Regions from separate parts of the Sus scrofa genome. Here region 2 is linked to region 1. A link is a contact called in public Hi-C data. All regions are on one chromosome and are shown on one strand. The core of a region is the stretch at or near the end of the contact, and the rest is flanking DNA. Distances in the headings are between cores, read along the strand shown. Region 1 holds the start of ANKRD35 (ankyrin repeat domain-containing protein 35). Region 2 holds the start of ANKRD34A (ankyrin repeat domain-containing protein 34A).

Evidence for each region. Hi-C and Micro-C count contacts between places; a contact is called where the count stands out from the background.
Region 2: a Hi-C map of mesenteric adipose tissue shows a contact between it and region 1, with 1.6 times the contacts expected there. The contact joins the promoter of ANKRD34A here to the promoter of ANKRD35 in region 1. A contact is called at or near these places in 2 of 5 promoter capture datasets (fetal skeletal muscle and liver), 10 of 47 Hi-C or Micro-C datasets (embryonic fibroblasts, epiblast stem cells, fetal skeletal muscle and 6 more) and 2 of 2 datasets of contacts at active chromatin or transcription factors (alveolar macrophages and skeletal muscle).

What each region holds. Positions count from the first base shown.
Region 1 is chr4:99,439,750-99,446,206 of Sscrofa11.1, reverse strand. It overlaps ANKRD35 (ankyrin repeat domain-containing protein 35), which reads right to left and starts at 4,943. Exons shown (of 15, transcript XM_021089942.1): 1 at 3,431-4,943; 2 at 2,892-3,013. The coding sequence starts at 2,930. ITGA10 (integrin alpha-10) reads right to left here. Exons shown (of 30, transcript XM_021089939.1): 30 at 5,451-6,457.
Region 2 is chr4:99,375,906-99,381,973 of Sscrofa11.1, reverse strand. It overlaps ANKRD34A (ankyrin repeat domain-containing protein 34A), which reads right to left and starts at 4,419. Exons shown (of 4, transcript XM_021089938.1): 1 at 3,043-4,419; 2 at 2,655-2,869; 3 at 2,489-2,552; 4 at 1-2,106. The coding sequence starts at 1,990. The coding sequence ends at 500. POLR3GL (DNA-directed RNA polymerase III subunit RPC7-like) reads left to right here and starts at 1,675. Exons shown (of 10, transcript XR_002343450.1): 1 at 1,675-1,804; 2 at 4,456-4,626.

The sequences.
Region 1 (6,457 bases), core at 3,694-6,193:
TGACTATCAATTTTTTAAATACAATTGACATTCTTCTAAGTTGATCCAGTGCCTATGGTTTAAAGCTATTTTCTAGTTTACTTCTTACACTGGCAGAGTAAGCTAATATGAAAGACACCCTCAAAGGCATCCTCTACTTGACTAAATAAAATGAAATTGTGGGAGTTGGCTTTTGTTTGTTTCTTGAACTTCCTACATTCTGGATGACTTCGATTAATTTTTAAATGATCATTGATCTTTCAGTCCTTCTCTTAATCTGAGGGTGCGATCTGGACACAGGGGTGAGAGAGGGAATGGAAAGGGGCAATCTCCTGTCATGACTGGGAATCCAGGCTTTGGGAGTGGTCAGGAAGGCTGTCACACTATTGCTCTGACAAACTGGTCTAGAGTGGTTAGCCACCCAGGGAGTGGAAGAATTTATCATGACAAGTATGGGTAAGTTTCATGAGGAAACAATTCATAGCTGAAGCTGGTCTGTTTTCAAGCTTATTGGATTCCCACCCTGACTAAGAAAACAGTTTTCTTTCCAGTCATGTAGTTCTAAATCCACCTAATTTACTACCTATAATCTTGTTATACTAAGAAGAGTTTCGAATGAGTAGAAATTCTCCATGGCCATGGGAGTTCCCATCATGGCTCAGTGGAAATGAATCCAACTGGCATCCATGAGGATATGGGTTCAATCCCTGGCCTCGTTCAGTGGGTCAGGGATCTGGCATTACTATGAGCTGTGGTGTAGGTTGCAGGTGCAGCTCAGATCCCGCGTTGCTGTGGCTGTGGTATAGGCCGGCAGCTGAAGCTCCGATTTGACCCCTAGCCTGGGAACTTCCCTACATCGAGGGTTTGGCCCAAAAAGAAAAAAAAGAAAAAGAAAGAAAAAAAAGAAGAAAGAAAGAAATTCTTCATGGCCAAACATCTGTGGAGCTGGAGTGAAGGACAGAGGGATGTTTTCAAATTCCAACATTCTGCTCATTGTTCACCCCAGCATCTTGGAAAGGAAGCACCAACCAATGACTGGAGAACCAGAAAGAATGAAATAGTTTCCTCATTCCTAAGGAGCAGGCAGACTACACAGACCTGAAAGGAAAGGGCACTGTGGAGGACTTTAAGGAACTAAGGAAGAGTCCACATAAATAAGAAAATCATTATGAGTTAAAACACCCTGAGTAGCCTCAGTTTCTGGTACCTATAGTAGTCATTCAGTAAATGCCTTTTGATTGGTTGATTAATCTGTGGAAACTAAGTGGGGAAGCAAACATAAGAGACACAAGAACAGGCCTCAACAGAGTTCCTGCTCTTTGCCTCATAGCTCATTTCCAGGCTTCTGTGGCCTGCACATGCAGAGTGAGCTGCTCATTTCTCCTTTTCGCTTAATGAATGACACCACTAAGTCAAGTTAGGCTAAACAATATTACTATAGGCAGTTGGCTACTTCACTTCTAAATGAGCCATCGTCCCAGTCTCAACTCATCGGAGGTCCAGTCATGACTCAACAGTAATGAAACTGACTAATACCCATGAGGATGCAGGTTCAATCCCTGCCCTCACTCATTGGGTTAAGGATATGGCATTGCCGCAAGCTGTGGTATAGGTCACAGCTTCGGTTCAGATGTCAAGTTGTGGTTGTGGTGTAGGCCAGTAGCTCTAGCTCCGCTTCAACCCCTAGCCTGGGAACTTCCATATGCTGCGGGTATGGCCCTAAAAAGGAAAAAAAAAAATTTCATGCCCAGAGAGAGGGTCTCTCTATAAGAGATCTTCAGAAGAAGAAGCTACTTAGCCACTCCCTTCTGTAGTCTTCTTCCCTGTGTTTTATTCTGGGAGACCATGGGGAGGAGAGTGACTTCTACTGACTTTATCCTCTTCCCCTCTCACCGTCACCACTCCCCAGTTCAGTCAAAGAAAGCAGGGAGTACAAGCCCTAAACAACTGGGGGAGAATTCAGAATGAAGGAAGATTCTGGGGAGAAGCAGGCAGAAGGCTTGAATGGCCCAAGAACCAGTCTGATGACCAGGCACTGCAGTGAACTGGCCAGAGTGGATTCTGCAGACAATTTACCCATTCCTTGGGGAGCAGCCAGGCCACTGTGCCTCCTCTGGCAGTGCTTGTCAGGCTGGCTAGGCCAGACTGCAGGATTAACCCACAGAGAGCAAGCAGAAGGGAGTCAGGGCAAAGGGGGAAAAGTGGAATTGAACAACCACTGGACAGAGAAGGGCAGAGGTTGAAGAGGGGGAACAGGAGAAGACTGCTGCTTGGAAAGAGGTTTGGCGTGATATCTGAGAGTCAGTGGTGGTAATGAAAGGAATGGGAGTGGAAGTGGCATGGGGTGAGATGGGGCAAGGACAGAGAAGACTCTATGAAGAAAGACTAGGGGAAGGCACGGGGCTGGAAGTACTTGCTGGATGGAGAGGAAACAGCAGAGAGGGCCAGATGGGAGAGCAGGGTTGTAAAGACAGTCCAGGGCTGGAAAATGGGGTGATGGGGCAGTACTTGGGAGACAGAAAGGCTGTTGGGGCTGAGCAGGGGCTGGTGCTAGGACAGATGACTGAGGGTAGTTCAGCACTGGGAAACAGCAGTAGAGAACAGAGCCTTCAGGAAGGGGTAGGGGCTGCTGGAAACATATCAGAAGTTGGGGGTGTAGATGCTAGGAGGACAAGAAAGAACCAAGGCAAAGGACCTTGGGGAAGGCAGAGGTTAGGAAGGCAAGTCAGAGGCTGCGGGACAGTCTTGAGGAAGGCAGGGCTGGAGGGCTGCATTGCGGGAGTGGAAGAGCTGGAAAAACCAATAAACAGAAAGGGCGATGGTGCCTGGAGATCTCGGGACTCAGGACTTTTGTCACCACAGGTGATGGACCCCAGCCCCATGCCCACCCTCCCAAACATTTTTGCACATACCGCCACCTGTGAGCTGGAGCAGGAGAAGATGCGCTTCATGGCCGAGGCCTCGGCCACGGGGGGACGGGGACGCGCGGAGAGCCGGGCCACAGGTTTCCGGAACCCACCGGACTTGGCTGCGGCTGTGTAAAAGAGCTGTCAAAAGCAGACCTGGACCCGCCCCAGGACCCGCCCCAGGATCCACCCCATTCAATCAGAGACAAGAACTCAAGGGCTGGGTTTAAAACTCCGCCCCAGCCCCAGCCCCACTCCACTGCTACGGAGGCAAAAAGCCCGCAGTCTGAGGCTGCATCGTGGGCTAGGTCTCAAACCTCCCCATCCTAAACCGAACCCGCCCCCAGCTCCCACCAGCTCAACAGGCGAACAGACCCAACGGCCTCAACGGCCTCCTACTAAAATCCTCCCCCTCGCGCCCCGCCCCTGCCCGCCGTTCCAGCCTGTGGCTCCGCCCCAAGCACCGCCCCTGAGCACCGCTCCAGCCCCGCCCCTTCGGCGCCGCTCAGGAGGCAGGCATGTCTCCCCGTACGGTGGGATCTTACCAACTGCCGCTTTTAACCACTGGTGACGATGTTTTTATTATATCCAGAGACCTTTGCCAATTTAGTTACCTCTGTTTCCTCCCCCTGTTTCATGACCAAAAACCTAGGCACAAAAAAGGATTTGGAGAGAGCAGTTTGGAAACGGGAGATGGTAGTGAGGAGCAAAGATTGAGCGCGGATGATGCATAACCCACAGCAACGTGGAGAAAGGGGACCAGGCTTAATAGCCTAACACACCTCTTAAGTTAGAAAAGGGCAGAGAGGGAGGAGAGACTTCTTGTTTTAAGCATCCCCTTACACACAAACTCACAAAACTGTCCTATTTCCATTACTCTTTAAATTCAGATTCTCAGCAATTCTTGCTTGAAGAGTCACTGCAGGCTAGTGGTCTCCTCGCCTTTCTTTTCCTCTTTTCCTCCCTTCAGCCGGAGAGCACACTGAAATGCATATGAAAGCCTACTGGATAAAGTTCAAAGTTCTTAATGTGGTTTACGAGGATCATCAGGAGCTGCACCCTGCTTTCTCAAGTCTCATCTTTCACAAATAGCCTAATGCTCAGGCTGTTCTACTATGCTTCCCTTCCTGAGGTGATAATCCTCCCTGGCATGCCTTCTCTCACACTTGGTGGCCCCTCAAGCCAAATGTTTTTGTTTTTGTTTTTTCCTGTAAAGTTTTCTCTTAAAATTCTGCAACCCCCACCAAAAAAAGAGGTGTGCCTCTTGTGTGCAACAAGCTTCTAATACTTAGTGCTATGTGGTCTAGCAACCAGGTCTCTGTATTTGCAATTATTTGTTTACATGTTTGCTTCTAGATTGGGCTCTTTGATGGTAGGAGTTACATTTTATACTATTCTCATTGCCTAGCACATATTAAGTGTAATGTCTGATGAGTGAATGAACAAAGGAGCAACAATGAGAAGAAAGCAACACTTGTATGTCTCAGGAGAGCCTGTTGTTTCTACAGTTGCTTCTCAAATTGACTCTGCTTCAAAGGAACAGGTAACGGGCTTATTGAACAGGTAACATGTTGGGGTTAGAGAAAGTCCCATTCTGGAGCTGAGGGATAGAGAGGAGAGGGATCTCAAGTGGAGAAAAATATTAAAGGTGCTCTTTTAATCATGTGGAGAGAGAATTAGATGAACCAGTATTCAAGGAAATCTATCTCTTCTTGAGGGCTGACTGGGGGATTCAGAGGAGAAATCTGTCAAAATAACCATGGCCTCAGTCCCCACTCCAGAAACCATATGTTCTATTAAGGCTGTTCAAACAGTGGCCTATATGAAGTGTACTGAGTGCCACTATGGACTCCTCCTGCCACAAAATAACTCACCAGCTTATCACAGGATGGTTGCCCCTGCCTAACAGGCCAAACAGGCCACCATTCTCAGGGTGAGGTAATAGAGGCAGAGACATGGTCTCTAGAAGGCCAATGCTTAAGTACACATGTTCCTCGAGGGCACTAGAAGAATCCTAGGTGTCTAAAGAAATTCAATAAATTTTCTTCCTTCCTTTCTTTTTCTTTCTTTCTCTTTAGGGCACACCTATGACATGTGGAAGGTCCTGGGAATTGGAGCTGCAGCTGCAGGCCTACACCATAACCACAGCAATGCCGGATCCAAGCTGCAACTGTGACCCATGCAACAGCTTACAGCTTGCAGCAATGCTGGATCCTTAACCCACTAGGCAAGGCCAGGGATCGAACTCACATCCTCACAGACACTATGTCAGGTTCTTAACCTGCTAAGCTACAAGAGGAACTCCTAGGTTTGAGTTCTACCATTAGAACCTTAAGCTAGTTAACTTAATTATCACCTTAGTGGGCATGAGGCTTGTTTCAAAGGCCTCATGAGACACAGGATAAGATTTAGTGGGAGAAGAAAATAACACACAGAAGAAACAAATCTTCAGGGTCTGTAAAGAGCAGGTACGTAAGTCACCAGATCAGAAGCACCATCTGGTGCTTCAATTTACCTTCCCAATCCCCAGAACACAGGGTACATAAAGGTAGATTATAACAAAAGTTTTGTTACAATAGTTACCATTTATTGACTATTCTATGTTCACTTTACCTGAATTATCTCCTTGAGTTTGCACAACCCTAATAAGTTCAAAGTCAAGAAAACCAAGACCTAGAGAAGTTAAATCTGTTCTAGATCAAACAGGTTTTAAGTGATACAGCTTCAATTTAAACTCAAATATGTCTTCATCTTTTTTTTTTTTTTTTTTTTTTTTTTTGGTCTTTTAGGACCATACTTGCAGCATATGGAGGTTCCCAGGCCATGGGTCTAATTGGAGCTGTAGCTACTGGCCTACACCACAGCCACAGCAACACCAGATCCGAGCTGCATCTGCGACCTACACCACAGCTCATGGCAATGCTGGATCCTTAACCCATTGATCGAGGCCAGGGATTGAACCCTCATCTTCATAGAGGCTAGTCAGGTTCGCTAACTGCTGAGCCACGATGAGAACTCCTGTCGTCATTCTTAACCACTGCTCTACACAGCTTCTTACTGTTATCTCAGCCTCAGTGTAGTTATGACTTGCCCAAAGTCACACAGCTCATAAATGGCAGACCTGGGATTTCGATCTTGGCCTATATGCTTACCATACCTACACATTTTACACTCTATGCTCACTTAAGGAGGCTAAAGCACATCTCCAGTGGAAGAGTCACAGAAAACATGTCAAATACTTCATAGCTTTGCCTTCCAGGAACTCAACTGCATAAGGTTTCAGGTGAACCAAGACTCCATCTCTTGCTGTTTGTGACCAGTCTATATCCCAGGGAACTCAAATAGAGCCAGGAGTCATTTGATACTGAATTGTATTTGTTCTGGCCATCTAATATACTGTCCACCCTGCTAGGAAACAGACGACGCCATATGCAAAAGTCCAGAGACATGCCAAAGTAAACACTGCGACCAGATCTTAAGAATAGCCCTGGAGGACAGGATCTGTGGCTGCTCATCAACTGCCCAATCAGACTCCCTCTCTTCTCAGCTCTAAACGGGTCCTGATTCTTCAA
Region 2 (6,068 bases), core at 3,170-5,669, 64 kb after region 1:
AAGCAAGACCGGCAGAACGGGGGAGGGATATTCAGGAAGAAGGTAGAGTGTCCAATATCATGAGTGGGGCTGTGTTGCAGGGCATACATGGAAAGCAAGGGTTTTTTTGCAGGAGGGCAGAAAGATTGGAAGCTACTCATATGTAGGGGCTCCCTACTGCTTCTGAACAAATGCAGGTGAGTTTGGGACTCTTTGGAGGGCCTTAGCACAAGTGGCCCTGTGTGTGTCGTGCCTGTGGGTACACAAGTAATTCCCGTGTGCATGTGAAGTGACCAGGGCGTGAATGTATGTGTCTACATGCCCAGTAAATAGAATAGTACTTACCCTTCCCTGCAAATACAAGTACTGTGCTTGTGGACACGTCTACCCATGTGTTCGTGCACCGTGCCCATGAGCACACGCAAGAGACCCCTATGGCCGTGGTGTGTGTGTGAGCTGGTTCTCCCACCCTTCCCATCAAGGTCCTGATCCCCACCCTCCTTGTCTCCTCTCACTCTTCTCAGCGCCCAGGCTCTCCTGGCCCGCCTAGACTCTGGAAGCCCCCTAGCAGGCGGATCTGCTCAGTCTGCATGGAGTGGCGCCTCACCAACTTGCGCTTGGTCCTGGGAGAGCCTGGCGCCCCCGCCTGGGGAGGGGCGGGTAGCGAGGGCGCCCGACCTCCGGCTTGAGGGCGAATGTCGGGGATGGGGGGGTGAGGGCTGACATTGAGCGGGGGCAGGAAACCAGGCCTTGTTTGCGAGATGTGGTCCAGGAGCAACGTCCCTGAGCCCCTCCGCTCCAGCAGCCCCGGACTCCGCCTCCGCCCGCTCAGTGGAGATACGGCCCCTGGCAGACTCTCCTGGGACTGGCGCGGCGAGGAAACCGAGCCGGCTAGAGGGAGGGTCAGCGGGGAGGCGCTGTATCGGCGGCGCTCCAGGGACGGGCGGCTGCACTCGGGCGAGTCGGGACAAAGATTTCCGGAGGTATCGAGCTCCACCGGCTCCATGCGGCTCAGTTTCTGCCTCAGCCCTGAAGGGGGGCCGGACTCGTGAGCTTCTGGCGCAGTGTTTCGGCGAGAGAGAGGACCCCCACCAGTCACTTTCTCCGCCCACGGGGGCGGGTCCTCTGGGCCTTCAGTGCTGTGACGTCTGGAAAGACGCGGTCGACCTGTCAGGGTCAGACCGTTGAATTCGGCGGTCAGGCGCTCGATCCCCGGCCTCCCCTCGGCTGGCGGGACTGGTTGAGGAGGGGCCACTAGGCCCCAGGGCTCCGAATTGAGCCTTTTGAGTGGTTTTGGAGGATGACGTGGTGGTTTGGGGAGTGGCTCAGAAGGGGAGGGGTCATCGGGGGGCTTAGGGAGAGGGAATTCAAACACGTCCCGCTTCTCCTCTTCTTCCTGGGCACGAGGGGACAACAACCCCCGTGCTCCTCCTCCTGCAGTCTGCAGTTGGATTTCCGAAGGCGACGTGCAGATCCCCGGGCTAGGAGGAGCGGGAGCCGGGTCCTCCACCCCCGGGGACGGTGGGGAATTGAGATACTGTCGGGTCTTCTTGGTGCCTGAAGGCGAGGTGTCGGTGGTGATGATGATGACCTCTGTGCCCTTGGCCTTACAGGCGTCCAGCAGCGTGGCAAGGGTTTCGCGATCCCCGCGGTCCAGGGCATGGACAAGCGCCGAGGCGCCAGCGTGATCTCGAACTGAGGGGTCTGCGCCGTGGGCAAGGAGCAGAGAGGCCACCGCGGCGCCCCCACCGCCGGCACAAGCGTGCATGAGCGCGGTGCGCCCTAGGCGATCTGCGATGTTGGGGTCCGCGCCTTGCTCCAGAAGGTAGCGTACCATGCGCGCCTTGTTCTGGGGGTCGTCGTAGCGGGCCCGACAGGCCGCCATTAGCGCAGTCTCCCCTTGGGCATCACCCTCATTCACATAGGCGCCCCCCTCCAGAAGCAAACGGGCCAATCGTAGCTTACCCTGACCCACGGCCCGAAGAAGAGCGTGGCCCTCGGTATGCAGCATAGCTGCCGCTGGGGCGAAAGCACCGATGGAGCCGGGACTGGGACCTGCCGAGGATAGCTAAGGGCGTGTGGGTGATGGCTGGCAGAGGCCTGAGGGCTCAGTGGCGAAGCCAATCCCTGCAAAAAAGAGAAAGATCTTATTGACTGATTCAGGCAGGGAAACTGAGGCACGGGTTGAAGGACCGGCATGGGGCGGGGGAGAGCTCCACGTCATGGCACACAGTCCTTCTAACTCATGCCTTTGAGCCACCCCCATCCCCCCAGCGCATGCCTGAGGAGGTGGGAAGGGTGCACCCGCATTGAAGGATGAGCGCGCGTGCAAATGCGTACGTGCACGCGCAGGGATATCCGCACCCCCACCCTCACCCCACGGCTTATCAGACCTTTCCAGCATCCCCCTTTTCTTATCCGCACTTGGAATCCCCCTTTCTAGGATGCTGAACGCCACCCACCCACACACATGCACCCATACATTCACACACACAGTCCCATTCCTAACCTCTTTTAGGTTGCCACAGCCCCATAAATTGAATGGGGGGAGGGAGGCAGCTTGCGTTTGGGACCTAAAACGGGTAGGGGGAGAAGTGGGGGGTTCTTTTGCCCCTGCTATGTTCCCCATCACTCCTTGCTCTTTCCCCTCCCAGGCAGTTCACCCAAATAGATACCTGTATGTCCGCAGAATCTCCACCGGGCCAAGACTGAGGCCAGGGCCACGGGGCAGCTGGGGTGGCGGAGCTTGGTTCCAGGGGTCCCACATGGCGTGGTGGTGGTGGGGGGTGGACCCGGATTCCCTTGGTGTCAGTATCTGCGCCCGGGCACAGAAGCCTGGTCCCTCCTCCCAGTGCGCCCCGGGCACAGCGCCGGCTCCGGAGGAGAGAAGCTGGGGGGGGGGGGGGGCGGAGCTCTGCCTCGCTATTTATATCCCAGTCTCTGCGGGTGGGGGCGTCGGGCACCAAACCGTTACCCCACCCAGGCACATATAAACCCTCAAAAGCTAGAGGCTCCAATCCTGACTTCCCCTGCTTAGACGACCTCCCCTCAGCCACAACAAACCTAAGTGTTCCTTGGGAGTCTCCTCCGCGACCTAGACTGGGGACCATCCCAATTCTTCGTTGAGCTTCAGCAGATCCCTATTCTCGGAGCTTGGTGTATTGATGTGCGCCTGTGCACCAGACCTGATCTGCCACACAAGGCACATGGCACACTGTGCAGAAAGGTAGAGAGAGGCGATGGGGGTCCACAGCCAGAGTCCTTACTGTGCTGAGAGAGGCAAGAGCTCTGGCTGCCTTCTCCTAGTTTAAATGTCAGGGGGAACTGGAGTCAGACACAGCGATAGATCTTCATTCCACCTCCCAAAAATGGAACATGGAGCACAGATAAACTTGGACCTCAGCTCCCTGTACAGACCTTAGATAAGTATGAGGAGGCTGGGTGTTTGGGGTCATTTTTAGATATGGCGAGGGGCATCCTCAGGTGCCTCCTCATATTCTTGGAGGGATTGGGGGAGAAGAGAAATAGAAAAGGGGCAGAGAAGAGTGAACCTTGTAACACATCCTCTCTCATTGCATCTCTTTACTCTCAGTCTTTCTTAGACTCATTATTTTTCCATCTTACTTGAAGGTCTCTGAGTCGCTTCTTAAAGTCTTCTTTCTCCCTGTCTGTAGCAGTCCTTTTCTCACACTGTCTGTCTCTGCCTTCTCCTCACCACCTGCCCTGTCTCCATGGTTACCACAGCTTCCATCTGCATATTTTAGGAATGAGTTTGTGTCCAGCTGGAAGGCATCAGGGGGAGTGGGGAGGGGTTGAAGAAAAAATCCTAAGGGTTTGATTAACTCACATGAAATAATTCAGAGGCTGGAGGCCACTAGATACAAGATACTGAAAACAATGTTCCTGGAGAAGGGGGAAAGAGAGATATTTGCAGGAAAGCTACCCATTTTTACTAGCTACCATTTATTGGACACCAGCTATGTGCCAAGTACTTTATATACATTACCTCCAAACCTCACGACAACACTATAAGGTAGGAATTAACTTCTTGCTATGGATGAAGAAACTGAAACAGCAAATTTAAGCAAATTCACCAAAGCCTCAGAGCTCTGTTTCGGGTCAATTCCAAAGACCAGGTGCTTGACAGTCCACCTACAGCTTTCCTACTCCACAGGCTTCTCTCCCAGGGCTATTTTCTCTGACATCTAGGTTATTATTCTTGACTAGATTCTATCTCTACTCTGAACTCTCTCTGTTTCTGGGGGTGGGTGTGTGTGTAAGTGGGGCTCCTCCTCCCACTGTGCCCCATTTTACCAGAGGAGCTGGAAGGCAGTGGGAAATGCAGGAAACACTAGGCACCTGCCCAGCTTCCTCAGCTCTGATTATCTGATTCCTAATCCTTTCCTCCCTAAACCCTCTTTGCATCTTCTCACAGACATGGCAGCAACTTAAAGAATTTTTTTTTTTTTTATAAAGAAAAGACGTATTCATTGGTGGTACTGGAGAGAAGCAGTGCAGGACTGAAGGGAAGGCTGGAGTAATGGAGGAGTGGCCAAATGTGAAGACAGAGTCACCGAAGGACTGATCCTAAGGAGCAGGTTTCATAGAAGTTCATTTCTGTGGAAGCTCCCTCAACAGAGTGCTTTGGTGAGATCCGAGTGTCGGGTTCCCTCTGTGCACTCCCGCTAGCCGAGGGGTTCTCCATCTGAAATAAGGTCTGAAATGACTGACCCCAAGGTGATTCTTCCAGCGCGTGGAGAACTCACCCAAGCCTGAGTTCCAGCTAACTCCCTCCCTCCTTCCCCTCCGAGGCTTCAAGTGGGCGGGCCTCCCTCCCCGGCTTCTCCTAGATTGGTCAGGAGAACCCACCAATGGGGAGCTCTGGGAGGCGGACCTAGAACGCCACCAGATTGAGGAAGACAAGCAAATTTCAAGTTGGCTGCGGCGTGGGCTCCGTGGGGAAGGGGCAGCAGGTAAGGCTTCGACTTGGTGGCTCTGACCTGGTTCGGTCTCACACCTCCCAAACGAGTTCACTAGGTCAAGCTGCTAGATAGATAGACAACGTTTTCCGGCAGCCTGTTGGATCAGCCCCCTTCTAGTTCCCTACCCTTTTCCTCTGGGCTCCCATTACTAGGTTGATTGTATACCAGAGAACCATAGTTTTCTTTTGCGCAAAGGGGAGGTATATTAAAGCAGAAAGTGAAAGACTTGCTCTGGCGCCTCTCTTTGCCCTGGTATCAGGCTTTCCCTGAGTCTATGAATATTATTCCCCTAAGAGCCTGACAAACTCCTGTTATCTGTCAAGACTCTGATGAAATATTACTTCCTACCTGTAGCTTTCCTGGACTACCTTTTTTTTGTAGAATTAATTGTTCCCCAGTCTGACGACAGCATTTTATGCACACTTCTACTGGAGTACTTGTGCCCTCTTCGTTTTTAGCATTTTTGTTCTTCTTAGAATCTAAGGTTTCGGAGTTTGAGTCATGGCTTCGCAGTTATGAACCCAACTAGTATCCATGAGGAGGTGGGTACGATCCATGGCTTTGCTCAGTGGGTTAAGGATCAGGCGTTGCTGTGAGCTGTGGTGTAGGTTGCAGATGAGGCTTGTATTCCACAGTGTTGCTGTAGCTTTGGCAATAGGCCGGCAGCTGCAGCTCTGATTCAACCCCTAACCTGGGAACTTCCATATGCTGCAAGTGCAGCCCTAAAAAGCAAAAAAAAAAAAAAAAAAAAAAAAAAGAATATAAGTTTTTGTAGGGCAGGTTCTATACTTAATCCACAGTGCCAAATAAAACTTAATTGGATGGAACTGATTGGGGAGGAAGCATTTAAAGCCCTGAGATGATTAGGGAACAATTAATAAAAGACAATAAAATACAATACAGTATATAATTATGACCTCTTAAATTAGTGGTTCATAATAATAGCTCCCACAGTCCTGAGAAGGGAGAAAACCAAGAGGACTGGGACTGTGAGGGGAGGCTGTAGGAATCTCAAGGTCTAAAGCCTGGAACAGCCCTTAGAAATCACATTTTCTTTCATTTATTGAGCATCTAATATATGTTAGACACGATACTAGACAATGGGGA